Linked DNA regions of Sus scrofa: region 2 is linked to region 1. The links are chromatin contacts, called in public Hi-C maps. All regions are on one chromosome and are shown on one strand. Each heading gives the region's core, a stretch centred on a gene start, on an enhancer-like site or on the middle of the called end of the contact. The rest is flanking DNA. Distances are from core to core; before and after follow the strand shown.

Evidence for each region. A called contact is a pair of places that touch in the nucleus more often than the background predicts.
Region 2: a Hi-C map of embryonic fibroblasts shows a contact between it and region 1, with 3 times the contacts expected there. The contact joins two enhancer-like sites. A contact is called at or near these places in 10 of 47 Hi-C or Micro-C datasets (brain, embryonic fibroblasts, fetal heart ventricle and 5 more).

The regions. Positions count from the first base shown.
Region 1 is chr1:40,367,748-40,371,871 of Sscrofa11.1, forward strand. No RefSeq gene overlaps it. Among named protein-coding and RNA genes, the nearest start is that of HSF2, 190 kb to the left of the region's middle. Within about 2 kb of position 2,089, at least 4 of the 83 cell types and tissues checked have an H3K27ac peak or open chromatin away from gene starts, as enhancers often do.
Region 2 is chr1:40,513,569-40,517,451 of Sscrofa11.1, forward strand. No RefSeq gene overlaps it. Among named protein-coding and RNA genes, the nearest start is that of HSF2, 340 kb to the left of the region's middle. Within about 2 kb of position 1,818, at least 2 of the 83 cell types and tissues checked have an H3K27ac peak or open chromatin away from gene starts, as enhancers often do.

The sequences.
Region 1 (4,124 bases), core at 839-3,338:
GCCTCAAAGTTTATGTTCAAATGGAAGAATAAAAAGATTTTGGCACCATAAGTTATGATAAATTGTGAATCAGTAAGTTACTTTTCCTTGTACGCTAGGATGACCTGGGTTTACTGCCCATAAATATAAATAATAATAGCACTTACCTCAAGAGGTTGTTTTGTGGATTATGTAGGTAATCCATGCAGGACCTCTAACACAGTGCCCAGCACATAGTAAGTCACTGTCATTGTTTTTTTGCAGATCTAGAGTTGGACTATCTGGGTTCAGATCCTGCTCTACCACTTAATATCTGAGTAGCACTGGCTAAATTACTGAGTCCTTGTGTACATCTTCTTTTTTTGTTTGTTAATTAGGAGTGATAGCTACAACATTGATGTTATTGAGATATTGAAAGGAAACAATGTACATTAAGCAGTTCTCATAGGGCCTTTCTCAGTAAAACACTCCATGATTATTACCAAATGGCAGTAATCAACTACAGCATCTTCTGTATTTCCCATATATTTCTGTTCCTTTGAAAGATGTAGACATGTTCTGTTTGATTTCTCTGATGCTGACTTTTCTTTCCTGGGTCTGAATTGTCTTGTTTTGCTTGCTCTCTTTTGGGTTTCCTTTCCAACCACATGATATACTATATGCCACTCGATCTGTAGGCATGGGTATTGCCCAAGTGTCCCTGGATAGCTTCTGAAAGGTCCCTTCATGTGGGTACTGAAATGTCTTCATTTCAATGCTTTACTGCTGCTTCTCCTAATGATCAAAGTAGTCATTTCCCTTAAAAAAAAAAATGCCTTGGAAATCTCACGCATGCACGATTGAGTGGGAAAAAAGATAACTACTGTATTAAGAGCATTCACAGATTTGGCTCTACCACTTGCTCACTATAGGGTTTTGTATCACATGCTCTTTTGAAAATCTAGGGCCCTTCCCAAGTGTCATGGTCACTTCAGGCTCCAGCTTACCGCCTCTAGCAAATTCACATTTGAAGTTCTTTATATCTCTCCAAGCTTTGACTCATAAGTGAAATCACTATCTGGCTTTGAGTTTCTCTCAAACACCCCTCTTTCACAAGGACTCTGCTTATGTCAGACTCTTAAGTGAGGTCTTAGAGGGCCAAACAGGTTTACTTTGGCAAAGTGATCCTAAAATCGAATATTAGGTATTCTTGTTCTTTAAAGTTCCTGGGTGATTGTCTCATGTTATTTGGCTCTTTCTCCTACTATCTTTCCTCCCTTCTCTTCTCAATTTTACTTTCCCAGGAGAGAAAGAAAACAAGTGCTCCCACTTTCTTTAGCAGAACAATTTGACTCTCATCAAAAATATTGATTTTTCTATTTCACATTACTTTTCCTATTTACCTTATGGGTATTTCCCCATATAAATAAAAACTTTGTGAATAACTTTTTAATGGCTTCATATTATTCCATTATATTGGAGTGTATAATTTTCTTAATCAGCAATGGTTTGGACATTAAAATGTTTCTTGTTTTTTACTGTTATAAGTTAATCTGAAGTTAACACTTTGTGAATATATTTTTGCTCACATCTCAAATTTTATGTATACTTACTTTAGTGTTTATTCAACAAAGTCTTGACAAAAATCTTTTTGTTGAAAAACTATTCTTTATTTAGTCACAAAATACAATTATCAAAAACTTGGAAATTTTTCAGAGCATTTCATTTTTTTTTCTTCCCTTTCATTTCAAAATCAGTCCCCGCTTATGTTGGTATTTTCTGAAAAATTGGCTCATTTTGTATCTCACTTGTGGAAGTTTGCACTACTTGTGATGGTCATAAAACAGCAGGTACTATTAGCATACAAATCACTGCATTTGCATTGTTTTCCCGCCTTTCTTATTATTATCTTCCTTCTTTTGGGATAAACATGTTTCAACTCACAGCTTATTTACTCCCCCACTCAAGAATTCCCCATCCCCTAGCCCTGTCTCCAGACACATGAAAGCCTTTCTCCTTGTCCTCTATGAAGGGTTGCAGCAGCAGTGAACTTAGCAGACAGGACACTTCCTTCCTTTCCCATGCGAGCATAAGGAAACACATCTACCCTCAGTAATGGCTCATCATGGAGTGGCTGGAGCAGGCTGTGAGCAGAGGACTATGTGGACAGGCGTCCTACTGCTAACACTGCATTCCTGTCAATGCTGAACGGGACCAGGGAGAGTGGCAGAATTCTACTTGAAGTGACTGAAAACTTACTTATGCTAGTTTGCAAGAGTTAGTTAAGGTTAACGGTCTTGAATTTTCTTTGGGGAATAATTTCCTCTGATTAACATCAGCCTGATGTTTGGAAGATCATTCTTTCCAGCTATCACAGTGTAAGGTGAAAATGACACTGAAATGGCAAAAGATAAATTATACTAATAATTAAGGTGTGACACAAGTTGGCAAGTCATTTGTTTAACTTCTATTGCCTTTTCTTTCTATTCTGTACACAGTATTCAAAGCAATAAATAAGTAGAAAACAACTCTAATTTCCAATCCAAATGTACCACACAAGGGCTGATATGAATACATGATCTTTTCATTGTCCTTAGGCACATAGAAGGAAAGAGTGATTATTCCTTATACTCTGTTTTGTCCAAATGGTACACAGAATGTTAGAAAGACCAGGGATTCAGATCTCTGAAGACCTTCTATGTTAAATTAAATGTGTATGCTGGAATGGGAATATGAGAAGAATAACATGATTTTTCAGACCTTTCACAGTATGTGTGTAGATGAATGGTGTTTAGTTTAATAGTCAATACTGCTAACTTCTCAGCAACTCCCCTCAGAGTCTCCTCTGTGTTGGCCTTTTCCATCTGTCAGAATCAGTGTATTGCTAGACAAAGAATGCTGTTTCATTGAGAGTGTATACTGGTCACTCATTATACTGGCAATGAAGACTCTGGTTAGAAAGTTTATTAAATCTAGAGATTGATGATTGCTGAGAGCTGGAGTCTGAATTTTATGAATGCTTTGTAGCTTTCAGCTTTATTGACTAACAAGGAAGTGTTCCTTAGGCCCCTGCTGTTAGATGACACAGGCATCAAAAAGAGACTCCTAATTAAAACGAATAAAACCATTTTGCTCTGTGTTCTGGGGATTGATTCAAACAGTTTGGTAATGAACAGACTTTTCGTTTGAATCAAATCCAATAATTTTGTTTAGATTTGGAAGAGCTCTTGGAATTTCTCTTCCAATACTTAGTGGGCACGTTAGAAACATTAGTAACATTTATCAGGGGAGCTTTTTCCATTAGCTGAAGTGTGGGCTAGTGTTGGGAGCCAACATTCAGCAACCACAGGGCTTTCTGGTAAAGATCAGCGGTTGCCTGCCCACCTAGCAGTGGCTGGCATTGCTGTCTGCTTGCTAAACCAGAATTATATCTCCAACACTTCTCTGAAGTCTTCTTAAAAGTTAGCCCATTTATAAGAGTAAGAATGAGTAATAAATATAATAGAATAATGAGCATCTATTCTGTACCAGGCAATGCTCAGTTCTGAAAAATGTATAATCTTTAATCTTCAAAACATCTCACAAGGTAACTAATACTTTTTTTTTAATAGAGGGAAAAACAGAGATCTAGAGAGATTTATAAATTTATCCTAAGTTACTTTATGAGACAAAATGAGGATTCTAAGTCTCTGATTCCAAAGCCCATGCTTTTAGCTCCTTAAGTTTACCTAAATTTGTTGTATGATGAACTATAGTAATTGAAAGACTGAAGTTCCTAAAACTTCACATTAGTTGTAGATTTAAATGTTAGCTTCCATGTGAATGTTCCAGACCTCTAAAACATTTGCCTGAGTGTTAGCCTCTTTTGTTTCCATGTGTGTCAATTGTCCAAATCTGAGCAGAGGGAAATAGCTAAAGGGCAGTGTTGATGCTCAAACTAGATAAACCTGCTGCCTTGACCTCTGGCTGAAGGCTTGAGAGAATAACAACATTGGTAATTTTTGTTTTGTAATTAGTATAATTATATTTTTAGTAAACTTCAAGAGACTAAAATATCTTTCATAGGACTCATAGCATCATTTAAAAATCATCTGTTTTTTATTGTAAAATAATATCTGTTGCTTTCCTATGATATCCTTTTTCCTTATTATTCTTTGTGCTTTTAT
Region 2 (3,883 bases), core at 568-3,067, 150 kb after region 1:
TAATGGAAAGAGAAGGGGTCATCAAATAAGATCTTGGGAACAGAAGATGCTGAGTGTGAATTATTTTGAAATCCTATCCAAACCCCAATATACATGTACAGAGAACAAGCATCTGCGTGTTCTGTTAAATGGTCGTGTGGTTTCAGGATTTGCTCCAGTTGCTGCAGTCAGCATTTCTGGGTTCTGTCCTCATTCTGTGCCAAAAGGACATCTTTGTGGAGACTTGTAATGTGCCTTCAGCAGAGGCTCTCTCTTTAGTCCCCAGATCACTTTCAATACCATGTATGTTCTCAAAGCAACACACCCCTTCTGAAAATACATTTCCCCAATGCTTTTGTTATTATCACTGGCACCTTATTCCTGGTGGATTCTGGTTCCTTTAGGAGACTCTAGTTTGACTCACAGAAAAGTGTTGGGATATGGGTTGCAGAGAAAGAAAGCCACGTTCTGAAATCCTAAATGCTCACACAGTCTCAAAGTCAAACTTGGGTTTTCAGTGTTTTAGTTTCTTCCAAGTGTAGAAGACAGAAGAGATCACGATGAAGGTTGACTATTATGATTGGAAATAATTTCTAATGTGATTAATTTTGCTGTTGTTAACACTAAGTTCCTTAATTTGGTATGTTTATATTTTTAATATTCTTGTATGTTTTACTTAAACTTGTATGAGCCTAAAAGCAATAACAACAACGAAATACCTGGGTCTGTTGTAATCAGCCTGATAACTTATTACCTTAAGTGGGAAGGCAGACTATCCTTCCACCAGCATTCACTTCACAAATATTTAAGTCCCTTGCTTGAATAAGACACACTGCACTTAGATGCTATGAAGGGTAAAAGTAAGAGTCCATTGGAATTGAATATTTAGAGGTAATCTAATAAATAACTTATGTCTTGGGCACAAATATAAACCAAACATGGTTTAATTCCTAATAATGAAAATGGGAAAATATTCATTGCTTTTGCTGTATTTTGCTTACCTGATTGGTATAAATGGAGAAGTTATATATAATATGATTATACTTATTTTAATTCTTGAGCTGTAAAGTTGGGATGGGAAATGTCTTAAAGGAAAATGGGTTCATTTTACATATCATACTTTTATGAGGACAAATCAAGCTTTTGCAATCATCATCAAGTAGGTCCAACTCTCTGTATTTAAGAAGAAAGAAACAAAATAGCCTTGACTTAATATTTCCTCTATCATTATTTTTACTTAAGCCTACATGTGAGCATGTCCTCCCAAACCTTTACATCAGCAATTTCCCACCTTTCCTCACTGTTATTGATTTCATACTTCCGTCATTAATCACATCTGTCAGATTTTCCCCCAATGGATGGACAACTTTGCAGATTGATTTCCATCTCCAAAGTGATAAATTTCCTTCCATTCCTAGGGTTCAGTTCACAATGGTGCTCACTGAAAAATGCCATGTCAAAATTTGGGGCAAATTGATTGATCTTTTTGAATCTAAATCTTCTCATCTATGAAAACAAAACAAACCAAAAAAACAAAAAAAAAGTCCAAAACATACTACATCTACATTCCCTGTAACTTTAAGTAAGTGTGTATAACATGTTACTCATGTAAATGAATATAACAAACCTCTTAGGATTTATAATCCCAAGAATAGTTCCTCCTTCTGGGAGGTGGTCAATAATATAATTTAGTCAGTAGATGGCACTGTTTATTACGGTATTAGCATTAAGAAAGCCATCGCAAAATGCCAGTTACCTCAGCTGATCAGGGTGGGGGTTGGAGAGGAGGAGGCTCTGTTCTTACAGAAGAGAAGGCAGAAATTTCTTAAAGGTTGGCATGACCTTGAGAAGGAATCTAGTCCAACTTCCTGGCTCATTAGACCTTTACAAAGAAAATTCTATCTCAGATATTTTAGAGTGGATATTTTTAACATACTTTATTTATCCCTTTCAAATTTGAAACACCCAGGAAATCTATCCAAGTTGCATCTATTGTTCATGTCTTCATATTTAGGCCTGAATGAAATTAGGAAAAATTCTTCCTGTTCTTTTCCTGTGCAATCCCTCCAGGTGTATAGGGAACACTATCATTTTATGCATGTACTTTTCTTTTCTTGAGGTCTTTGGTCTAAGAAACCCATCAAATTTGGGGGAAATCCACATTATATATGAATTCTATTAGAATACTCTCTCAGATTCTAACCTATCATTATGTAGGCCAACATGTACAATCTAGCATCTATAGTTAGTTAGTTATTAAGTAATTGAAATAAGCAAATGGTTACAGGACACAACATATATGCATTAGAATTTCCATTAGCCGTAACCAAATCAAATCTTTTGAAGAAGTTAATCAAACAAAAAAAATATATAATTCATAACTATTAGGTAGAGAATGTTGCTTTCAACTGCCATCTTAATTTTTCTCTCATTTTGTTATTTTTCATGAATTTTGAAATTTCTAAATGGATATAAATTAAAAATTAAAGTACCATGTAAATGAACACTATTAAATATTCAGAATAGCTTTGTTAAATTCAGAGGGTTAACCATCTTGGACCATAAAATATTATTTATTCTTTGTCTCTTTTTTTAATGATTTTAATTTTTTCCATTATAGATGGTTTATAGTATTCTGTTTCTACAGTACAGCAGAGAGACACAGTCACACATACTTTTTCTCACATTATCCTCCATCATACTCCATCATAAGTGACCAGATATAGTTCCCAGTGCTATAGAGCAGGATCTCATTGCTTATCCATCCCAAAGGCAATGGTTTTCATCTATTAACCTCAGACTCCCTGTCCATCCCACTCCCTTCCCCTCCCCACTGGCAACCACAAGTCTGTTCTCTAAGTCTATGAGTTTCTTCTCTGTGGAAAGTTTCATTTGTGCTGTATATTAGATTCCAGATATAAATGATATCATATGGTATTTGTCTTTCTCTTTCTGACTTCACCTAGCATGAAAGTCTCTTAAAATCAGGGAATGTGTTTCACTTATCCATGAATCCCAAGAGCCTTGAAAGTACTAACTTAATAAAGATATACAGTGGTGCATAATAAATATTGATTGAAGGAATACTTTCACCCAAGTTAATTAAATATTTTAGGAGGATTATAAACTACATTCCAAATATAATTTCAATAACTATTATGTCAAAGTTTGATTCCCCTGTGATAAGCCTACTTTTCATTTTGTCTGTTAAGACTTTTTAGTAGCTTTCCTTGTGTTAGTAAAAAGCAAAAACAGGGATAAAGAAAGGCACTTGAAAATTAATCCTGTATGGAAATGTAACTAAGTTAAATAATTATCTTTTATTACCTTTTAGTTATTATGAATATATTCATTATATCATATTATTCTGTACAAAATGATTTTTCAAAAAAATATTATTAAACACCTTTCCTTTGTGTTCTCTTACAATAATAAGCTTACTTATTATTTTAAATTATTTGGAAAACATCAAGTGTTTAATTTTTTATATGTTTCATTTTGTTTGGGGAATTTTATATTACTTTTACTTTTTACTGTTTTGGAAGTATTTCTTAAACTTCGCTAGTAATCATTAATTATAGGATGATACATGCACTGTAATTATATTCTGTACAATTCCTGAGATTATGTTACAAAGGACCTTCTGCAGGAAAACTAACATATTTGATTAATAAATACATTCTTTATTACTTGAATAAATCACTGATATCGTATGAAATCATTTGGTATCCTATGAATATATTTAAAATAAATAAACAGTGTCTTTGAGGAGATGTAGAGATAGCAACAAATGCATGAGACCATGATGAGGTGTTACCACACACCTATTAAAACAGCTAAAGTAAAAATAGTGACAGTATTAATTTGTAGGTGAGGATGCAGAGAAACTGGATCTCTCACACAT